2 separate regions of the Mus musculus genome follow, and region 2 is linked to region 1. A link is a contact called in public promoter capture Hi-C data. All regions are on one chromosome and are shown on one strand. Each heading gives the region's core, a stretch centred on a gene start, on an enhancer-like site or on the middle of the called end of the contact. The rest is flanking DNA. Distances are from core to core; before and after follow the strand shown. Region 1 holds the start of Zfp459 (zinc finger protein 459). Region 2 holds the start of BC048507 (cDNA sequence BC048507).

Region 1 (4,848 bases), core at 1,465-3,964:
CACTTATACACCAAATGGTTTCCTCAGAAATTTAATTCATTGATTACACAGCTTTTCAAAATACATTTACTTCTAAAGTCTTCCTTGACTACTTAAGAATATTGAGAGAGGAACAAAGCAAGCAAACAACAATTTTTTGAGAACTGAAAATTAACACGCTGAAATTAGTTTTCTTTAAACTGAGTATCTTCTTCGCTAAGATGGAGTTGTAAAGCCTTGCAGTTACAGACATACCAGAAAGGACGGTTCTATTTGAATGGAATTCTGTTTCAGTTTGGCATAAGGTTAATAGAGGAGAAATTATTTCCTATACATGTTATATCAACCTTGGCTTTCTACAAAGGTTTAATTTCTCTGACCCTCTGCATTTCTTTGATATTTGGCATAAGATCACCATCTGTTTTTCTTTGGTTCTTAAAATATTGTGCAGCCTCTTGCTTAAGCAAAGGTGGTCCATCAAACGAGTTCTGGGCTGACAATTCTGTTCATGAAGGCAGGCACTTCACAGAGCTAAAATGCTTTCCTCTGTGTCTCTGTCATGAACCTTTGTTTCAGTACAATTCCTATCTTCACCACAATTCTGTAAAGAGCAGAACAACATCAGGATTCTTAAAACTGCCTACTTTTGCCTTCAGAATGGTACCAAGGCTTGCCATTAACTGTATGATTAGAGTCTATTCCTATTTATACAAGTCCCTTGTTTCTAAAGCAGAACATAAAAACCTAGCAGTTCAATTACAGTTTGTCAGCTTCTATGATTTCCCTAAGTTTCACTTCTTTAATATTTTTTGTCAAATTCTCTGACTCAAACTTCCTAACAATACTCATTAGTGATCTAAATGTGTGTGTGAATAATACATTCTTAAGAAAGACTCAATTTTCTGCATAACTGTTCTTTCCTAGGGAGTGACCACTAATTTCCTTCTTGTTTACACCAGCTTTTTATTATCGCAGCTCTAGCCTTTGGAGAGAGACCCTTTAACAGTGAGAAATATAAGAATAGCAAAAGGTGTTAAGCAAATTTCCATCGAGGGCAGTGGGGGGGTCTTCCGGCTTGACCAAGCACTGCACTTTGTCAACCATCTCCTTCAGCACACTTGGCATCACCATGGAACCATGTATGCTATCATGGGTGTAAAATAATAAACATTCTTACTCAGCTATGAACCTTGGAGTATAGTAAGGAAGATGAGCCTCCTGTTGCAATGGTGGCCTGATATTATTGGAGTAACCAGTCATCTTCTAATTGTATTTAAAGAGCATCCCACAGGCTGTATCTAATAACAGGTGGTGATGATGTGCAGGATAGGGCATAGTCTCCGGAATAGCTCCGGGGCCTCTCAGCAGGTAGCAGTATCTTGAAGAGGAACAGAGACACTGGCTGAACAATAGAGTGATCTAGGGAGGAAGGCTCCACCCTAGGTAATCTCCCTAGTGGCAGCAAGGTCAAGTTCTGGCTCAGCCAGCTTCAGGCTGAGGGAAGGTTATAGTTTTCTACCCAGAGATCCAGGCACCTCTCAAAATCTGTCAGAAAATATGAATTGTGTGGTAGATGGAGAATAACACACAAGCTCACATTTCCTGAAAGTGCAAGGAATATACCCTGTGGATGCACTGACCTAAGTGGGACACCGACATCACACCCCTAGTGCCAAACCTCAAGGATCCATGAGGGAGAAGTGATAGCCACAAGATAGTCAGAGCCAGGTATAGTGATGTCTACAGTGAAACAGCATTGGCCAGATATGTCACTGCCATTGCCTGCATGAACCCACTGTGGTTAATAAGTATGTGGACATCTGTAGAAGCTAAAACCAATCATAAAGCATGCATGGATGAGTGAGAGCCTTGTTATAACACACCCTGACTGGAGCAGCTATTGGCTATTGATCGCTTCTGTGCCTTTGTAAGTCTGCTGCTTTGCAATAAAGTTGAGCCTGGATCAGAACTTTTGTTTTGGCGGTTCCCAGACTCTCATTCAAGGTACCTACTTTGACTGATAGTCGGACTACACCAAACTGCTTTACCACGTATCTGTCTAAGTTTTGTTTTGTATTTACGTTTTCCTCTTATTTAGAAAGAAGGTGTACTTAAATTGTCCATTACAGCCTTGGATCCATTTGTCAGTAACCTCTGAGAAGCTAGGAGCGTAATCAGGCACACCAAGGCTGAGTTGAAAATCCCTTTTTAAAAGATAATTTTCATCTCTACATCAGCGTAGTGCTTCATTATTTTTTTAAAGTACAACTGAGTCAACATGATGTTTTTCCGGGGGTAGTAAGATTAAAATCAGAACACGTGGACCAGAAAGGACTTGTAAGCCTAATATTTCTGTGAAAGGCTCTACTCACATCCATACACCTCTTGTTGTGGCTGTGGAGTTGAAAACTGTAAAGAACACATGGCCTCAGAAGGCATTCTTCCCGATGCTGTAAACTGCACCGCGAGTGCAGCCTCTGTGCAGGCGGGCAGGGGCAGCTTACAGCATCGGGGAAAATGCCTTCTGAGGCCATGTATTCTTTACAAAAACCATCCTGACTCCCCGTGGTTGTCATAGGAACTCTGCATTTTCCTTCCACACTCTACTGCAGGTTTCCAAGAAGAAATCCAGGAACAGTAGAAGTTGCCCTACCTGGACTCCAGGAAGTTCTTCTCGCAATCCAGTACCCACGTGACTCCGACGTCACAAGCAAATCCCACCCGGCTTTTGGTCAACACTCGTCAATCTTCCCGAAAGTTGGACTGGAGTCCTGTGATGCTGAAGATTCCTGTAGCATCTCTGACTTAGAGGTTGGTCGGGGGAGCAGCGTAGCTTGGGGAGCTGGGTTCCGTCTCAGAGGGAGCGGACCTAGGCTAGGTGGGAGGGCGGAAGAAGCTGCATGGACTTGCCGCGCTGAACGGGCTGGGACAGGTGAGGTTGCAGGGCAGGGTAGGGGACTGGGTGTTTGGGATTGTGAAGGATTCTTTGGAACACTGCGTGCAGCCCGAGTCTACACCGGAGCAGGTAGGTAGCGGGGGAGTGGATAATAGTGCAAGTGCAAGAATTGCAAGCTAATAGTGGTAAGCTGACTACCTGCTCCTGTAATACCTGCTCTGCTGGGAAGCACACTAACCTGGTGCCCCATTCTCACCTGGCTGCTGTGAGATTCCTCAGTAAATGGGTTTTCTGGTTCCTCCGGCACTCCGTAGCCGGCCTATTGTAATGGTTTTGATTATATTCATTTTCTCTGCCATTTAAAGAATTAAGAATGATTTAAATACATATATATGATTTGCAACCGGTGGCATGTTGGGAAATTCTGTAACACAGAAGGGAGATCTGCCAGAAGGACCCGCTATAGAGAAGCTTTGACTAGGGCTGAGACAGCACACATAGTCAACACATGGAGGGAAAGACTACAAAGCAGAGTGCCAACCAGGGAGGCTGAAGCCTGTTTCACCTTGCGGGCTGCTTTTCTCAAACCTTTGAAAAGTCCCCCATCCCTAATTTAGGGTTGAGTAATTTGGGGGTGGTGGTGGTGGTAAGACAGGATGTTTGGTTAGCCCACAATGCTTGCCTCACCACGTCTTCATCTGGGCTAAATTGTTGAGCTAGTCCATGATCAGGGGGAAAATCTCACGTGGCCTTGTTTTAGGGGGCCAGGCTTTTGTGTCAGGTCAGCAGGGTGAGGAAGAGCTCACAGACCTGTGTGTATTCACGTGATTTAGAGAAAACAGGCCTGTGATCAAAAGAAGCTTGAGCCTTCTGTGAGGCACATTCCTGTTATCTCTGCATTTGTGAGGGGGAGGGGCAGGACCCTCTGGACATCCCCTGCTTGATAGCAAATTCAAGGCCAATGTAAGCTGCCTCAATCTGTGTCAGAAAACATTTAATCATGCTTGATGGACGTGAGAAATACTCTCTATGATTCATTCCATGTCTTCCAGTGAGAGCCGTGGAAAACCCCTGCAATCAACACTTTGGTGTCTTACAAAGTACACATGCTTCCCTTCTGCCGACCCAATCCATGTGGGATTCAAACTTTGTTTTCACTAACATGCTCTTGTTAAAGATGGTACATTTGGGTGATTAGTTGTTTGGATTTACTGTGTGAGGAAGGACTCTCCTCTTTCCCTTGCTTGAATATTCTGCCTATTTGCAGTGAATGTCCACTCTTTTTGGATAGTTAGTTTTAGATTCTGCCATGACCTGAGAATGCTTCCTTCTGGTCTTGCTTGAATTCTTCCAGTTGGCTCCTTCCATATCTAGGCAGAGACTCCATCATTTCCCCATCACCTTTCTGAAGTTCTTGACTGATGCAGGCTACTGTGGTTTAGTCCATGTGTCTTTTTCTGCATCTTCATCTGGGATACCTTCCTGTGTCCCTTTCCCAGAGGCTTAGCTGCTTATAGAGGCTTCTTACAGTTAGCTGAAACAAACCCATGTCCTCCACGGCCCCTCACACAGGTACTGCCGTCTGCAACCAGTAAAGCAAACTACTAGTGTGGGATGCCGTCCTCTTGCACAGGTTTACGTCCAGGTCCCCTTGGTGTGTAGTTATCCCTCTGTCCTCCCAGGCTTCCTAATGTTAGTATGAGGGAACGAGTTTCTTGTCTTTACAACTCATGCATGAACCTTGCTGTATTAGACAAGTCATGTCTGGAAACTTCTGAGGGGAGCTGTGGTGGGTGATGACAGTCAGATCCTGCTAACGTGTGTGATTATATCAGAGGCCGTGAAGAGAAAGTACAAAGGATTGGAACAGGAGCCAAACACATCTGCACACCTGAGGAGTGCAGATTCTTATTACATTGCCATTTTGTTATTAAAGTATTTTTCATAGTGTCCTCCATAGTCATTATCCTATG
Region 2 (4,848 bases), core at 1,753-4,252, 440 kb before region 1:
AGAAAGATTCCTATATGTGTCCCAACCCTGAAGTGTTCTGGTTGATTCTACCCAGAAGCATCCTTAACAGAGATAAAACTGTCACATTTAAAAAGGAGACTCTTGTTTGGGATAAGCCCCAACTTGTAATCAATCACAAGACTGCTTAGTCATGCCAGAGAAACGACTGAGCCATTTCCAGAACTGGCTCTATTATGGAAATCTATGTTTAAAATAGTATTTCAAATAGTAATTGACTAAATATTTTTGAAGAGTAGTAAGGTATTATTTTAGAAATAAGTACTTATTGCTGATCTTTTAGCTGAGCATGAACGTAAGCAGCCTATTTACTTCGTATAGACACCAGTACACATTTATATTAAGTAACTTTAAAGATTTGTCAAAGAATTGAGATTCTTAATTCCATTTTTTCCTTCGAAGCAACACACACATTTGAAGAAACAAAGCTTTGAAAGCCCTGTGGTTTATCAGTGGTCAGACTTGGGTTTTGTCAGCTGAAAGGCAAACTAGGGCCTCTGGGAGATGGAGAATTGGAGATAACAAAGTTCCCTACCAGAGCTGGGGAGGAGACATGTCATAGACTATCCTCTCCCATAGAAGCTTACTTGTGGTAAAGGTCACACTTGGTCATTCCAACATCATGCTATCCACAAAAAAAAAAAAAAAAAAAAAATCTAAGGCTATCAGCTATAACATTACATAACTAAAGTCCAGGAAACCGTGAGAGTGAGTAAACTTGACCACATTGGATTTTTTTTTTTTAATCAAGAGGGAGGAGAAGAAAGCTGTTGCTACGCCACCCCCCCCACACACACACACCTCAAATACCCATTTACAGCATTCCTTCCCTGTTTTATTGAAATGTTCCATTTGTAGCATCAACATTTAGATTTTGATTAAGTGGAAAACTAAGTTTATGAAACAAATGATCTCATAATTTTTTTTGAAAAGCCCCAACGTTGAGTGTATATACTTTCTTCATACAGACTACGGTTTCTAAAGCCTGAAAACCAAGCTTCGAATAAAACAGGCTCAGTGGTTAAACACACAGGAGTCTAAGTTTGTTCTTTGTCCAGCCTTTCCAGATTAGCTTGGGTAAATTCATTAAGACGGCTCCCTGCTGAGCTATGTCCTCTGCTCATTACACAGAGTCTGTTCCCTCTCTTCCTGCTGACACTGACAGACCAGGGACCTAAAATAGATCCTAATTATTTTCCATTACTCCTCTCTGTTCAAAGCTTTGCATGGTTGTTTTGACTGTGAGACCTCATTAACACGGAGCTCATTAAAACCACAGAGAATGGATGAATCCACAAGAACAAAACTTTGGTTGTGGTAAAGGTATAACGGGCACAAGGTATAAACAGGAAATAAATATGAAAGATGCCATTCTAGCTCTCAGTACAGAAACAATGCCACTCAGACAATACAGTAGGTGACAGTGGCTCCCAGGGTTACAGGGGCTTTCATCCATTGATGAAATCCTCACCTTAGGATCCCCAATTATGGACTTAGGGAAGACAGTTTTCTTTGCTCCTCTTCCCAGTGTGGCCATATTAAATCTCTCCCTTTCAGCTTTAAAAAGGGAGGGAGGGAGGGAGGGAGGGAGTGAGGGAGGGAGGGAGGGAGGGAGGGAGGGAGGGAGGGAGGGAGGGAGGGAGGGAGGGGTAAAGAAAGACACACTAGAAGATATTTTAAATTGCCAATAATATTTTTAAAGATTATTTATTTATTTATTTATCGTGTAGTCAGCATTCTTCCTGCATGTATGCTAGCAGGCCAGAAGAGGGCACCAATTCTCACTATAGATGCTTATGAGCCACTCTGAGCCACCATATGGATACTGGGAATTGAACTCTGGACCTCTGGAAGAGCAGCCAGTGCTCTTAAGCTCCGAGCCATCTCTCCAGCCCTGTTAATAATATTTTGAAATGGAGATACCTCAAGTGTCTTGTCATAAGAAGTATCTTGTGGCCTGAACAGGCAGTGACGCTATCTCGGTGGGCATGAGTGATCTCATTAGCATGTGTTATGATAGACTTCAACAAACAACACTGGATTTACATTCAATCTCTTTATAACCATCCTAAAAGATTTGAAAGACAAATGCATATTTCTTATAGAGAAAACATAGCTCCAAGGCCAACAGTTGTTATTCAAGGTCAAAACTCATAAATAAAAGGAAGGAAAACAGGGCTGGTCTGTTTTCTTGAACTTAATCTCCCCCCCCCCCCGCCGCCCCCCGCCACACCCACCTCCCATGCGCAACCGTGTTAAGATTTTTCTTTTTTTTTTTTTTTTCTTTTTTTTATGGCATCTCCACCAGATTTATTTTTAAAGGAATGACCTAAGGGAGAAAAAACTAGGGTACAGAAGTATGGGCTAGAAAATAAATACAAATGTAAGCTGTTTCACTAATTTTATAACCACAAACTTGTACAGAGAATGAGGCCCTCTACAGAACACAACAGGTTCAGACGAGGCGTTCCCTTAACAAGGCTGAAGATCCGGACTCTGGTATTTGACATTTAGGATGCAGTCAGTCCACGCTTTTACCCAGATTTGAAGAGAAGAATGGCCACCTGACCCAGGTAGAAGTAGACGAAGTGTTTGGTTTCGTACGTCACGTAACTACCGAAGTTCCGGCCCACAATGCAGTGCCAGGTGGGGTTGTACTTCTTGTCAAACTCCTTCTTGATATGGGCCGCAATATCCTTCTCTGTGCTGTACTTCTCCAGCGCCTGGATAGCACACCTCACCGAGTCCTGCTGCATCTCTTCCGACATGTCTACAGTTTTTATCACTGCCTTCCGATCGCACATGGTTACCGCGGAGCAGGGGCCAATCGGCCGCTGCGTGCCCCTAGGGAAGATGCTGGCGGTGCTCAAGCAGCAGCAGCAGACAGCCGGTCCCTGCTGAAGCCGAAGCCGTGGCGCATCTCTTAGCTAAATATTTAACTGTATGCGTTTGCTACCTTTTCTTTACCCCTTCAGGAGCCATTTGGTAGGTGGTTTATTTTGTCACAAAAAGCAAGAAACCGCCTCATTGTGACTGCACAATTACCCGCTGACCCTCTGAGGTGGGGAGCCGAACCCTGGAGACCTGGCTTTTCATGAATCAGAAATTCACATGTGTGAGGAAATGCAGTGGAAGCAGCAGACACTGCTGTTGCTTGAGGGAAATATTTTAAATGAACCGGCCTACTCTCCAATAAAATCAAAACTTTTTTTTTTTTTTTTTTTTGGTTTTTCGAGACGGGGTTTCTCTGTATATCCTTGGCTGTCCTGGAACTCACTTTGTAGACCAGGCTAGCCTCTAACTCAGACTCCCGAGTCCTGGGATTAAAGGCGTGCGCCACCACGCCCGGCGCACTGTGTCTATTTCACGAGGGGGAAAAATGAGCGTATTTCCCTAAGAAACTTCAGAAAGACTGATTTAAACACGCGGGACCTGATGAACCTCTAATGGCTTCATCTTAATTAGTTATACCTGTGATGCTCCTGTTTCCAAATACGGGCACACGCCGGAGCTCTGTGTTCATATTCCTGAAAGATTCAATTAACCCATAACATTTGCTGTCATACCTTGCTGACATGTTCGCAGCTGTGTTCACAGACCTGAAGATGGCACTGTGCATCAGCTGAAAACATTCTCAAACCACCCGCAACAGAAAAATCCGCACACTGCCCACAGCCCTGGCTAATACATGAAATTATATAAAGATTCAGATCATATTTCAATTTGAATTGGATGTACCTACGTTACCATTTTTCCCCCCATTTTACTTATTTGAAGCTTCTGGTTAATTGCAAGTTCCCAGACAAGGTTAAGAGAGCAAGATTTACCCACAGATATGCAAGAAAAATTTCCGAGCCTTTGCAAGTGACTCATGCCTGATACCCCCAACTTTATAACTACTATAAGCTCTTAGTTCTTATCATTTCTCAGCAGTAAATGGGGCCACTGATTAGCAGAAAAGAGCAATCTTCCTGGCTTTGGCAGCCCATTCAACTAATCACAGTACTTGGGAGGCAGAGGCAGGTGGATGGATCTCTGTGAGTTCAAGGCCAGCCGGGTCTACAGAGCCAGTTTTAGGACAGCTGGGGCTACAGAGAAAACCTATGTCAACAGAAACAAAACAGAACAAAACAAACAAACCAAAAACAAAGAGGAGGAGGAGGAGAGGAGGAGGAAGAGGAGGAAGAAGAGGAAGAGGAGGAGGAGGGAGAGGAGGAGGAAGAGGAAGAGGACAGACAGAAATAACAAATCTCTTCCCCATTCTGGGCCCCTTTTCCTTTCTAACTTTTACATTTAAAAACAAAGAGTTAATAGCAATTTAAGCACTTATTAATGTTTAATATGTTCACTATGGCACAGAATTCCAGGAAAAATATGTACATGTCTTATTAATTACATCTCTCAATGCTATCACCCAATGCTTAATAAAAAGCAACGAGAGGAGGAAGGGTTTATTCTGGCTTGCAGCTCAACAGGATTATTCCACCATGGTGGGAAGACAAGGCAGCAGGCAGGGATGATATGGTGGCAGGAAGTGCCAGGTCAGAGTACACATCACACACAGTAAGCAGAGCACAGACAGGAAGTAGGGCCAGCCTGTAAATCTCATGTTCCTGGCCCACCACCTCAGTACTGGCTGCTTTTGTGTGTCAACATGATACAAGTTAGAGTCATCAGAGAGAAAGGGCCCTCATTTGAGGAAATGACTCCATGAAATCCAATGGTAAGGCATTTTCTCAATTAGTGATCAACTGGGGAGGGCTCAGACTATTGTGGGTGGTGCCACCCCTTGGCAGGTGGTCCTGGGTTCTATAAGAGATCAGGCTGAGT

Evidence for each region. Promoter capture Hi-C pulls out the DNA fragments that hold promoters and counts their contacts.
Region 2: a contact with region 1 is called in a promoter capture Hi-C map of liver, with 2.7 times the contacts expected there. The contact joins the promoter of BC048507 here to the promoter of Zfp459 in region 1. A contact is called at or near these places in 17 of 39 promoter capture datasets (the 3T3-L1 cell line, 3T3-L1-derived adipocytes, the C10 cell line and 9 more), 1 of 484 Hi-C or Micro-C datasets (the C10 cell line), 5 of 115 datasets of contacts at active chromatin or transcription factors (all in embryonic stem cells) and 1 of 9 other capture datasets (pancreatic islet).

What each region holds. Positions count from the first base shown.
Region 1 is chr13:67,419,284-67,424,131 of GRCm38.p6, reverse strand. Zfp459 (zinc finger protein 459) reads left to right here and starts at 2,714. Exons shown (of 4, transcript NM_177811.4): 1 at 2,714-2,790. Gm33787 (a long non-coding RNA gene) reads right to left here and starts at 2,689. Exons shown (of 2, transcript XR_382593.2): 1 at 2,633-2,689; 2 at 1-580.
Region 2 is chr13:67,861,480-67,866,327 of GRCm38.p6, reverse strand. BC048507 (cDNA sequence BC048507) reads right to left here and starts at 3,002. Exons shown (of 1, transcript NM_001001185.3): 1 at 2,405-3,002. The coding sequence starts at 2,822. The coding sequence ends at 2,553.